Regions from separate parts of the Tachysurus vachellii genome. Here region 1 is linked to region 2. Evidence: chromatin contacts called from public Hi-C data. All regions are on one chromosome and are shown on one strand. The core of a region is the stretch at or near the end of the contact, and the rest is flanking DNA. Distances in the headings are between cores, read along the strand shown.

Region 1 (6,938 bases), core at 3,799-6,298, 250 kb before region 2:
TGTATGGAGGCTTTTGAGATATCATGTGCATTTCACATCAAATTGCACATCAGTCTACAGTCAATACAACAACAAATGCACAGTGGCCTCCATGATCCTTTAATGGAACAACCAGGACTCTTCCTATGTGCAAATGGCCCAGCAAAACTAGGAATTAGGGGAGAATAGCCTTGATAAGAGAGGTTACCCAAAACCTGAGGGTGCTCTAGAATTCATGTGTGGAGCTGAGAGAAACCTGCAGATAGTCAACCATCGCTGTAACACTCCACTGATCTGGGCTGTATGGCAGAGTGGTCAAATGGAAGCCTCTGCTCAGTGCAAGACACATAAAAGCCTGCTTGGAATTTGCAAACAAGCAGCTAAAGGACAGATACTCTGGTCTGATGAAACAAAGACTGAACTGTTTGGCCTCAAATCCAAGCATCATGTCTGAATGAAACTCAGCACTGTTCATCACCTGTGCAATACCATCCCTTCAGTGAAGCATAGTGGTGGTAGCATCGAGCTGTGGGGATGGGGATAGCGCTTTCAGCAGCAAGAATTGGGCACTGGCCAGGGTAGAAGAAAAGCTAAACACAGCAAAATACAGAGATATCCTTCTTTTTTGCAGAGCACTCAGGACCTCAGACTGGGCTGACAGGATAATGACCCTAAGCACAAAGCCAAAACAATGTAAGAGTGGATTAGGGACAGTTCTGTGAATAGCTTTTAGACGCCAAGTCAGAGCAAGGATTTCAACCTAAACGAACATATCTGGAGATTCTTGCAAATAGCTATACACCAAAAGTCCCCATCCAACCTGACAGAACCCGAGAGGATCTGTAGAGAAGAATGGCAGAAAATCCACGATTACAGGTGTCCAAAGCCTGTTACATCATACGCAAAAAGAGCTGAGGCTGTTATCACTGCCTTCAATGAAGTACTGAGTTAGGGATCCGAATGTATATATATATATATATATATATATATATATATATAATTAAATAATGAAGTAAAAACAGATCTTGGCCTTAGACTCAGATTGCTGGGCTATACACAGATGTTTTCAATTTGTCGATATTAACTGCTAAATGAAATGGAATAGAAAGTTACATTCATGCAGCTGATATAAAACCATATTCAGTAGATTGTCCTGGAGGCAGACTCTGTAAGTCACCACAGCTGAAGACTCAAATCAAATGGCCGGTCTTGTGTAACTACAATCACAACGTACACAACTTAGGACAAAAATGCTTGTCGTGCCTCAGCATGCCTTTAGCACATCAGTAACCTGAAACCTGCCTTATTGTAACTTGTGTGTACTTGACGGGGTTGTCTTTTAAACCAAAACAAAAAATTATTGGCATAAAGAATAGGACTTTACAGATACACACACTATATATAGTACTATTATAATATATATGTGTGTGTGTGTGTGTGTGTTTCTATATTAAATATAAATATCTCCAAGTATATACACATTATATCTATTATTAGATGTAATATTATACATTTATTAGCTACACCTGCATCAGCCAATCACGTGTCAACACTGCAACGCAGATACAGAGTATAAGCTCAAGAAGATAACGTTCACGTCAAACATTAGATTAGAAAGGGGCAAAAATATGATCTGAGTGTCTATGGTATAGGTGTGAGTTCCAAATAAGTTGTTTGGATAGTTGATCACCTTTCATTTTCACATAAAACAGCCAGCAGATTTTACATACAATGATGCAAACAAATAACATGGAAGATAGAAACACTTTTGGTTGATGAGAGTGGTCAGAGGTGACAGGAAGGCTACAGTAAAACATTCAAAAAACACTCTCTTCAACCGTAGTGATCAGGAAAGCATCACAGAACACGCAACATGTTAAACCTTGATGCAGATGTGCTACAGCATGTCGGGTTCTGCTCCTGTCAGCTAAGAACAGGACTCTGAGGCTACAGTAAGCTACAGGCTCTGCTAAACTAGACAGAAGATTGGAAAAAGACCAGGTGATATTTTAATTTTAGAAGTTCTAATTGCAAACAAAATCATTTTTATCCCCCTGTGACCTCAATTCCACAGTCTGGGAGCACTTGCAGATCCTGTTTTTTTTTTTTAATTATCGGTAACAAATACTGTAATGTGAGAGCCAAGGTGAAGCATTAAGATCCATGAGCAACAAGCAATAAAAGTACAAAAGGAGGCTCTTGGGAGATGAGACAAAAACAAAGATCAAACCACTGGAAGAAAAAAATCACCGGATATTTTGTCGTCATTTTGTTTATGTGCTACACAACAGCAAGGCTAAGTTACGTGGCAAAATGAATATATTTCTATAAAACTTGACTTGACATTTTCATAATGCATACAATTCACAATTAAAATAAAACTGAGAAGCCATATTATAAAAAAAACTATATTGTTCCAAAAAAGAGAAAGGTATTTGGTGGGAAGGTGAAACATTTGATATAAAAAAGAGAACTGAGCAGATGAAAGCAGCTTGTTGCAGATGGAAAAAAATCAGCCCAATTTTCTCTTTATATAGAAGGAAAGGGAAGAATCAGTGCAAATCACTAAACCTTTATTGTATGATGAAACATATCTATCCTGATGGGTATGATCTCTTCCAGGAAGACCCCGTCTCCATCCATAAGGCTCATGGAATAGTTTTATTAGTAAAAAAGTGATGTATATTGTATTGTTACGGCTACACAACCAGATTTTGGATCAGCTTGTTAAACAGGGCTCTCCACCACCATTCCCAAAACGCAGACACGATGAGAGAAATGATGAGCTGGAAGCTTGGTGTTTGTTCCTAAAACACAGTTCTATCCACTTCTACAGTAAATGAAGCTGTTCTATCAGTATGTAGAGGCCTGACACCTTATGGATGGTTTTTACTTTAATTTGTCATGCATGACTTCATACGGCTCCTTATCACTTCACTGTGGCTTCCTTGTTTTACTTTCACCTTTTACAACTTTCTCATAGAAGGCCATTTCCTGTAGTATAATAATAATAATAATAATAATAATAATAATAATAATAATAATAATAATAATGGGGTTAAGGCTCTTTGTTGTTGATTGGGGAATTGGTGTTCAACCCACAGCACTGCCAAGCTGCCACTGTTGGGCCCTTGAGCAAGGCCCTTAACCCTCCCTGCTCCAGAGGCACTGTATCATAGCTGAACCTGGGCTCTGACCCCAAACTCCAAAGTTGGGATATGTGAAGAAAGAATAAAAATAAAAATATTAAGCCTTTGGATTGGATTAAACCATTAGGAGAATTTAGGAAATCAAATAAAGCTGTTTTTAGCCCAGTAATCAGATTAATCATTGCATGTAATTCTTGATCTTTTAACTGTTTAAGATATAAGCAGATACTACACAACATCCTGGAAGGCTGGGGAAAAAAAACAAGTGTTTTTTTTTCAGCTGTCCAGTTTCCATGAGTCTGTGCCTGAATGTGTGCCCATGATAGGCTCAGGTACCTGTTCTTGGCTGACAGGAGTGGAACCTCATGTTGTCTTCAAGGTTTGATGTTTTGTGCATGCTGAGATGCTTTTCTGCTCACCAAAGTTTTAAAGAGTGATCATTTATTTTTGATTTATTATATCCTTCCTGGCAGCCCAAATCAATCTGCCCACTTTCCTTTTATCTCATTTATCAAAATGTCACTCACTCGATGTTTTTTGTTTTTCACACCATTCTGTGTAAACGCTATAGAATGAATATCAGTAGAGATCAACAGTATCTGGAAAACCCCAGTCCAGCACCATCTTGCACCAACAACCATGTCATGGTTAAAGTTACACTTTTTGATGATTTATTTGAAGAGTAATTGAAACTCATGGCCTGTACCTCCATGATATTATGCACTGTGATGCTGCCACAGGTTTGTCTGATTGTGTAACTGCATAAATGATCGTGTGTACTAGTTTTCTTGTTGAAGTGGATGCTGAGCTTTGAGGTGTATAACATATGCATTTAGAAAGAAATCTGACTGCCTCATGAACACACATGCAGTTAAATTACTTGTGTAGGTATCTAAACATTCTGATATTTAGAGTTAACAGCTTATTTTGGAGCTGTAAAGATATTCAGTGTCATACAAAGCGACTTGGTGCGTGCAGTGGAAATGAACGAACACACGGATGACGATAAAACTACTTTTGTTTTGACGATAAAACTACTAGATGTTGACGTGTGAAATACGTGGGAGTCGCTTGATGCTTGTGGCTGAAACCCTTAAATTCTTTCCCCTGCAAAACACCTTCACAGGGATTACCTTCACAAGTTGAAGTAGCTGGTACAGGTCTTCCACCTCATCAGCATCATTCGGGCTGTATTCTCTGCCTGTGTCCACACTCGAGCCTTCTATGGTCCTCCTGTACAATGGCAGATCCATAGCTTCTGCATACAGCTCAATAGCCTGATGCCCAACCGTTTGATACATGTAGCTGTCGAGCTCATCTGGGAACCACAGAGTGAGAAGAAAGCTTTATTATTAATATTTTACCAGCAGTTATTTAAGGATATCAGATTTATGATCTTACCTGTATGAGCTGGTCTGAGGTTGGCCAGTGCTACTATAGTGTGTCCTGCAGAAACACACTGCATCATGTTGTAACAGCTGTCTTTGCCACCACTGTAAATAGCACAAAAGAATGAAATGAATATATTTTGGTTTAAATGCCAGATGGTGATGATGCATGAATATGTAGCTGTAAACACATGCACTTTTATGTGTAACTGAACATGTGACAGCTAAATTAATAATGAAAATATAACGAACATATCATCAGACAAAGAGAAACCTCGTTACCTTATAAGTGCAACAACTTTCATTGTCATTAATCATTCATTCATTCACACAACACTCAAATAAAGTTAAAAGAGTCTGTCACTGTCAATGTGTTACTACGGAGACTCACGCCTGTTCACTCAGGCTACATCCTAAACCACTCACTACCCCCTACTGAGGTACACTACATACTGCCTACAGCCGCCGGTTATTCTCCCTACGTTAGTGTACTCTATGACCAGTAAGAAGATATTTGGGATTTAACCCAATTTGTAAACACGAGCCGACGACGTGAAAGCCGTTTCTTCCGGGAGAGGGAAGGACCCATAAAAGAGAAAAAGCTGGCTTATGGAGTGCCTGTTTAAAAAAAAAAATTAAACAATCGCAATAACATTTTAATAAGAATATTGTGTTGGGAATTGTGACGGTACATAATTGCAATATACGTATTTCTATAAAACAAATGCGAACGAATTCAGAAAGAGAGAGAAATAAAATTAAATAAATAAATAAATAAATAAATAAATAAACAAATAAATAAATGGAGAAATTCAAAAAAGTACTCAAACAAATTCTATTTCATTTTATTTTTATTTAATTTGAATGCAACTAATAATTGAATCGTAAAAGTATTATTATTATTATTTATTATTATTATTATTATTATTATTATTATTATTATTATTATTATTATTATTATTATTATTATTAGTGTTGTCGTACTGGTGGTGTATATGCAATATTCTGTTTTATTTAATAGATTTAATTGTAATATTTGTCAACAGAATGATGACAGATGTGTTATATTTTTAATGAAGTCAATAAAGCCAATATTCATCCGAGTAACAGTAAGGACTGTAACTGCCTAACTACATAATAATAATAATAATAATAATAATAATAATAATAATAATAATAATAATAATAACAACAATAATAATAATAATAATAATGTGTATTATTATTGTTGTTGTTATTATTATTATTATTATTATTATTGTAATTCTGAAATAAATCTAAATTATGCATATACACCAGATTTAGCAATAGCATATTATGGGGAATGATGCACAGTTTGTAGAGCCTTGTGGAGTTATGGCACGAACAGGCCTACGTGCAGCAGCAGCCGCCGCCTCTCTTGTGCTATTCACACAGGCAGTGTTTTCCTCAGAGGGAATGCTGTGGCTGAGAGGAAAACCTTTGATGCTCCTTTTGCTCTCAGTTGTTGTGCCAGAGCAGAATAATTGCAGTGCCTTCGTGTGCTTTCTTCACCTTGTGCCCCTGAGCAGGCCAAAGGCAACTGATTTTGTCAGAGTGTACAAAATTGAAAAAGACATCTTCACAGTCCTCTGTATTTTTTTCTTTTTCTTAACGTTACCTTCTCTGGGTCGTTCTTATTTCTATGTTCTTATTTATTTATCGAGTACTCTTTGAAAACTTTGTAATGATGATTATAAAAGTTTATTGATTAGTGGGATCAATGCTTTGTGTCTCTGTACAGTTTGTAAATTGTAGGATTATCTGTGTTTTAAACAGAGACTCATTTTCTTTTGGATTTTACTAAAACTATGTGTTTAGATTGCATTTAATTAACTTAGATTACTCCAACACCCAGTTTGCACCTTATACAATGTGCACTTTAAAATCTCTGTTTTGTTGTCACCAAAAATGCTCCAAATCTCCAAGCATTTATCATTATTCTTATTTTATAAATCCGTTCATATTGCAGGTCCACTTGTAAAGAATTTTGTTTTTATTTGTGGCAGTATTTCTGCAATATCCAATAGAGTGTTACTTTGTCTTTTAGGTGCACAGGGAATAAAAACCCTTGATGGATAGCGCATCTGAGGCACAGGCAATGAACTGAATATGAGGCGCATAAATATGGAGGCAAGGCACAGGGAATCGAATGGCACTCTTAAAGGAGCATACGAATACAACAGTTGATTTACACAGATACACAAACTAATTTTTGTCAGACAAGGACACAAAAACTTTGGGTGTAATGACAAAGTGAGGCCTGAAATCATGGTGCAGACATATTGAGCAGCAGGGCAGGCCAGTCAAGGTTGAACACAGAGACAGGAAAGAGTCGTCACACACCGGCTTTCTATTTATCTTCCTTTTAGAGGACAGCCGATACAGATTCTATAAAAAAAAA
Region 2 (6,972 bases), core at 1,176-3,675:
AATGTAAATGACTTTGTTGTAAAGCCTAATATCCAGTTACTCTTCTAAGTATGAGGTATTTGTTTGTTAGGACACGCTGAGCACCCCTTTTTGAGTAAAATGAACTTTCCCATGCAGGAAAAAAATGTTTTTATAGGGAAAGTGTTTAAATGTGTCTTTCGTCCAATCACATCTCAAGATAGAAATCTGTGCCTTACCTCGGAGTAGTCAATTATCAAAGCGCCCCAAAGATCATCAATCACGAGGCAAGCTTGAAAGTTTAGAGGAGGAGCAATGACTGGGCCATCGATTGCAATACTGCTGGCCCTTTTCCCTAATGCCAAGCGCTTTTTTGAGCTCAAAACCCAAAGAGGTCATCCATCCCTTTTTAATATTTAGCCACATCAGTGACAATAGCCTACACACCGCCGCGCGCGTGACATCATCGCCTTATTGATAGGGGCTTTTGCATCTAAGCGGCTACATTTAAAGCTCCGTGACCTGTTTTGTTTCTGAATTAACAATTTCACCGCTTATAGAGAGACCCGCTCATCTAGTAGTGTAGAATGAATTCAGCTAACAACCGTCAAATAAAATACCATAAAGACGCGGCAGTTGTGTGGTTTTCAGTATCTGTGGGACAGTTTTCAGAATGTTTTCGGCAAAAACAAACATGTTTGGTGAGATAAAGATAAGAGAAGCGCAAGGAGAAAAGTGGAAGCCGGTCGGCTGTGCGGATTCCACACTATAGAAGGGGGAAACTCCAGCGGCCAGCTCTCTCCCTCCACACCGTGATCAGAGCGCTGCGACGCACACAGCGGGCAGCATGCCGACTCCCACTCTCTCCTCACTCTCTCACACACGCCTGTCGGGCTTTTCCCGGAGAAAAAAAATTGGTGAGTGCATATCCCTTCTCTTCGCTTATGCTAGCGTACGGCAGGAGGAAAACGTGAGATTAAGGTGGGAAAATGCGATCGGCGCGTTAAATGCCAAGTGAGGTGAGCCCGGTCACAGCGCTGTTTGTTTGCTAAATAATTTAAATCCTATTTAAGATCAGATGTGAGAGTGCATAACATTTTTGGGATGCTTTTAAGTCCATCGCGTAATAGACGAAAATGTTACTTAAATGATTTTCACGCGTTTTCTCTAAATAGGCACAAATTAGAAATGGTAGGGGTGGTTGTTAGAATAACCTATAGACAATTTATTTATAACTTCTCCAAATCGTACAATAAAAAAAACCTTTTAGAAAAAAACAACATAAAATAATAATAATAACAATAACAATAATAATAATAATAATAATAATAATAATAATAATAATAATAAGCATTAAACAGTATCAACATTCTAAAATAAAATCAATGAGTTTTCGTTATAAGCATCTAAAAATTAATTATATAATTGCAATCATTACTAATCTATTGTAATGTGGAATTTTAAGATTGAAACACGTCTTAAGTTGTTTTTATTTATTTATTTATTGTTTTTTTCGGAGATTATCACAAAATTGTTATACAGGCTGTTTTGGGATACAGTAGAGTGTAAAGCAGTTGAGAGCTAAAACAAACATGCACAGTTTGACGGGGAAATGCAGATTGTACTCCTGAAGAAGCGGACATTAACGGGCGGTAAATGTTCATCTTGTGGTGTCAAATTGAGGTCAGTTTAGGGTTAAAGCTATCGGTGTCCGTGTGGGACATGGCCAGCTGCGTTTGGATTCATTAGGGGGCATGGGATCCATTTCAAGCAAAACAGTGAGACAATCACGAGCCTACGGAACCGCTCATATCCTGCATGTGTTCCCTATTCTAACAAACAACTGTACTTCTCAATAAGCCTCAAAGTCCCAGTCCAAGGCTTCACTTTAAGTTAGTTCGATTTTTAAACTTTTCTAGTAACATCAAATGTGATTGAAACTTTTGCGCTTAAAATAATCCAAGCAAAGTGTTGGGTTATGTTGGGGTGAGTTAAATTGAATAAAGTTTATATTAAGTAACGAGTTTGAACACGTTAAAATATAATAACATTTAATTTGATAATTTATATGTAAAAATTGATAATGTTTAAATATTATGGATGCAATGAGGTTAACCGAGATGACTCCCCACCCTCCCAAAAACAAATATAAATAAATGGATCAATAAAATACAAATCTCTCTCTCTCACACACACATGCGCGCGCGCACACACACAAACACACACACACACACACACACACACACACACACACACACACACACAGTGATGTCATCACTAGAGTGATGTCAAAACATATTTATAACACATTTATCCATAATTTTATTAAGAATCTTTTTGTTTAGTGTTTATATCATGCAATAATCTAAATTACCTCATCAAGTTGAACTTTCTCTGACCTCAAGTGAAATGTGCCTCGTTTCTCTGCAAGTAGACTGTGCAACTCAAATACTTGTAAAAGTTTCGCGGCTAACTGTAAATTCTTCAGCCTGAATGGAGTATTTTCCTTTCGCTCGTAGTGCATGGATTGGCAAAGTGTGTATGTGTGTGTGTGTGTGTGTGTGGTAGGGTGGGGGCGCAAACTGTAACCTAGGCATTCCCATGGAAATGTTAAAGATCCTTTTGTGTCTTTAGCCTGACCTGCTGTGTAAAATATGCAACTCGTTAGCGCCATCTGGCGGGTCTCAGCGGCCGCCATTTACCCAACTGTTTTATTTGCAGACGCTTAAAATAGGAGTTTAATCAAATTCTTTATAATCCAGATCGAAAAAGACAAAAAAACCCTACAAAATAAAAGAATACAATTAATAAGAAAATAATGAACATTAAGGCAAAATAAAAAGGAATCATTTTTCTTCCCATTTTCTAATGTATATTTATAATGATAGATAAATAGATAATGATTATCTTGAAGAGTTCCTAAAATTATTGCAAAAAAAAAAGAAATAAAAAATAGGGCGTTTTTCGTTTATCATTTCGTGCAATAAAAATGAACAATGCTGCGAGGCAAAGATTTTAGTTTGCATTGCAATGGTTATTTTGCAAGAAAACAAAGTGAATATTCACACTTCTGCAAGAAACAATCAGTTCCTCTTTTGCAGAAATACGAAGTATTAGATAGTACGATTGTAGTTTTTTGAACAGAATTTTACGGTCCAGTTAGAAACAGTATTAAATTTTATTTTATTTGGGTGCTTCAGAAATAAATCAGTGTTTTACACTAAAGTGTGCACAAAATTACAAAACGATATTATTATTATTATTATTATTATTATTATCATTATTATTATTATTGTTGTTGTTGTTGTTGTTATTAATCATATTTTATTATTATTAAAATAACACTGTATTGTTATTGTTAATATTAGTATTATTAATTATTAAGTAATCATTAATATTTTTATTGCCGTGTTTCATTCCCAAGTAAAAACCTTTCTAAATCATCTTCAGGTTTGTAATATTAATCAAAATGAGCTAAATTATCGTTTCGAGAAGCAAAAATTGATTTAAATTAGGCTACGCTTAGTAATTTCCTATAAAGCGCTTTAAACCGTTTAATAGATTAAATTTATTTGGTCATTAGGGTTAAGAAAAAAAGCAAGCAAGCAAACTTTAGTTAAGTACTTTAGTACATTTTTTTTTTAATTTACGATAATCTCAATAATGTTTTGCTTTGAAAATTTATGTCTATTTTGTAATTTTACAAAATTAGTACATTTGAATTAACTAGTGCGCATCGGTCAATTTGGTGACATATAATACGTTTCTGTTTAAGCTGAATCATCTGTAAATAAATGTTAGCTGATTTGTGGAAAGAAGTGGCTATAAAAATCGTTATTGGGTTGGATGGACCATAATCAGGCATTTTCTCTGAGCGCATTCACTCTTTACTGCGTGTAATTGGCCGAAGTGTGTAAGCGGGGTCGTGATAGAGAGCACATCACAGCGGTGACCCTTTCTGTCGCACAGCATTTACTGAGCTACCAGTGTTTAAAGCAGTAATATCAGTCTGCTTTTATTACACAGCACCTTGCTCCTTATCTAGCCCACATTTGAGCTGAGCAGCGCATCGTGACCTTAATGCGGATTTTTGCGTCAGAACCCCGGCGCGGTAAAGTGTTTCCTCCCCCGCTGATCAGAGCAAAACACTGATCCCGTGTGGATTTAAATCCTTTTCATCAGCGGCTCAGTCTCAGTGCGCTCTGTTAAACGCGCTCTCCTTTTACTCTCGAAATGGACACTATTGAAATTAGATTTTTCCTTTTCGAAACATGAGCCATAATAACCATCATTTTCAGTGCGTAAACGTGAGATCCGCACGGGCTCGGCGATGCAGTATTATCTCCGTTTGACAGGGTGTGTGTTGTTTGGAACTCCAGTGTGTGCAAGCTTTAGTTGAAACAGAGCATATAGTGTGTATATACATAGCGGATAGACGTACTGCATTCCGACTCTTAGCAAAACATAAAGCATGAGCTAACCGAGTGTTAAACATGACGTTGTTTTTACTTATTCCAAAATGTACTCTAGGATAGTTTGTGCCACTGAAATTTAGTGCAAAATGCCTGGTTATTATTAATTAATTAAGCTTTGTCAGTATCTGTACATTCCTGACTAAAATAAGCATGTATACTTGCAGAATAAACATGTGGAAATTTATGTAAAAAGTTTTGTAAAAATTATTTTTAAAAGTAATATATTTATACACACAAACAAATAAAAGGACAGACAACAGCATGACTGCAATTAATTACCTGTTCAACTTACAAAAATGATTGGTGTACAAAATTGTAGAAAGAAAGAAAGAAAGAAAGAAAGAAAGAAAGAAAGAAAGAAAGAAAGAAAGAAAGAAAGAAAGAAAGAAAGTTAAAAAATTACAACTTGGTGTCTTGGAAAGGTCTTGAATGAATTTGGATAGTATAACTGAAACCTATATTCTTATCAGCAGTTAATACAAAATTCAGAACAAAAAGGTTATTTATTACAAAAAGGTGATCAAGAAAAAGATAAGCTACAATGCACACTATCAGAATTCTATATTACTATTAAAATATTATTATATGTCCTTGCTTTTTTGGATGAAGAAATGGAGGTAAATTTCATTTTCACCGTCCAAGGCTGGCCAGTCAATACAAGAGACTGACTCCTATTAACTCCCATTATGCTTCCTGACCTCTCTATTTATTAAACAAACAGCCCGTAGTGCAAAATTTTAAACTACACTTTACCATCTGAACAACATGCGATTGTCTTTGTTTCATACAGATCAAAATAAACGCTTGTGTTCCACATGCTCATTTGAAATTTATCCAAACAAATGCTGTTGCTATGTTTGTCTGTGTTTTGTTTTCCATGTTTCTTCCTGTCTCAGCATTTCCCCCTTGGTTCTGGAAGTATTCACACGATCAAGCAAGGTACCCAGGTAATTACCGTACATTGTCAAATAAAGGCACAATAAAGGGACTACTGATTCAAATGAGGAGTGAAATATCAAAGAAAGGGGTTCCCTTTGCAGCCAGGCACTTATCCACACAGGAGACAGCAACGAGACGACTGCCACAGGGACACTCACACAGCCTCTGATAACAACATGCTCAGACTCCTTGGTACATATATCACACCACAATATTTTGCACACAGAAGCATTGCACCACACTTACGTATTCTCAGAGTCTCACTTCAGCTTGATAACTGAAATGTATTTTAATATGATTAAAATGCTGTGAATATAGCATTTTTTTTTTTTAAAAAAAAGACATAATCTGTTTATCAATTAAATAGGAATGTGTTGTAATTGTTAAAATTGTTCAAATTACCATATGAAGATGTCTAAAGAAAAATGCCAGCATTTAAAAACTATTATGCTGCAATTAAAGTGACTATATAGTGTTAAGCATTATATTCAGGATACTGCACCCTTCATAAATGCTTTATTTTCTGTATTAATAGATATGACATAAAAAATTCTCTTGAAGAAACTGAACTTCCTTCCACAGTTCTGCTTTTTTGGACAAAAAATTTAAAATACATCACTATTTCGTCTATTTTCATTTTAAATATTTACTTAGATGCAGCTGTATAATATATAACTTGCTTGATCTTGTTGATCTTATGATAAAATAATGATGCAATGAAGGAAACACATTTGTGGTTGGTGTGTGAAATGGTTGGAGGCAAAATCTGGCCTCCAAGAATGTGTGAGAGTTTAACATTATAAATACACTTTCCCTCCCTCTAGCTTACAGACAGCTCCAAGGACTATTTTACATGTAAATATTCACTCAGAAAAAAGCCAGATCATTAATTATTGAGAGCCATAAAGAAGTGTAATACTTCAGTGTTAAACACATGCATCTGATATCTCATTAGATGAGGTTGAGGATGAACTCAAAGAAGGAAATCTATTCTTCAAATAGTCCGAGAAATAGATAAGATGATACAAAATGGTGGATATTCAGTGTAGTATCATTTTGCCTTTCTGGTTTTCAGATAACAAATCAGGGTTAGTGCTAGACTGAAGCTAATTTATAATCAGGAGCACACTTTAATAGCAGTCTAATATAGGTTGTGTATTATTTTCTTTTCTTTTTCTATATTTACTCAAGATAGACTTAAAGAAATGTTTTCCACCTACAAAGATATCTACCTTCCTACTGTGCATTTGAAAAACTGGGCCTTGACGGATTTTAGGAAATGAAAGTAAATATTTATTAATGTTAAATATGTTACACTAGATAGCTGCTCATGTTGGTGTTAATGATATAACAAGAGTTGTTACATGCAGAAAACATTCCTTGATAGATGAGCTCACTGAGATGACATTGAATATTCAGACAGAAGCCTGGCATTGATATCTATATGATATCTATGGGCTATGTGAATCTATATGGCCAGGATACTTGATAGTCTTTCATGCTTTTCAAAAGTTTAAAGTTTTAAAAAACTTTCCCCATGTATGACCAGGCAGGCTGCATTCTGGCACCCATCTTCTCTCTTACATTATGGCCTGTGGCT

What was found. A called contact is a pair of places that touch in the nucleus more often than the background predicts.
Region 1: a contact with region 2 is called in a Hi-C map of blood, with 5 times the contacts expected there. The contact joins the promoter of dph6 here to the promoter of meis2a in region 2. A contact is called at or near these places in 2 of 3 Hi-C or Micro-C datasets (blood and muscle).

The regions. Positions count from the first base shown.
Region 1 is chr10:11,478,139-11,485,076 of HZAU_Pvac_v1, reverse strand. dph6 (diphthamine biosynthesis 6) reads right to left here and starts at 5,048. Exons shown (of 15, transcript XM_060879429.1): 1 at 4,799-5,048; 2 at 4,530-4,621; 3 at 4,262-4,446. The coding sequence starts at 4,827.
Region 2 is chr10:11,225,403-11,232,374 of HZAU_Pvac_v1, reverse strand. It overlaps meis2a (Meis homeobox 2a), which reads right to left and starts at 2,425. Exons shown (of 13, transcript XM_060879410.1): 1 at 2,333-2,425. It overlaps LOC132852303 (a long non-coding RNA gene), which reads left to right and starts at 186. Exons shown (of 2, transcript XR_009649112.1): 1 at 186-875; 2 at 5,330-5,696.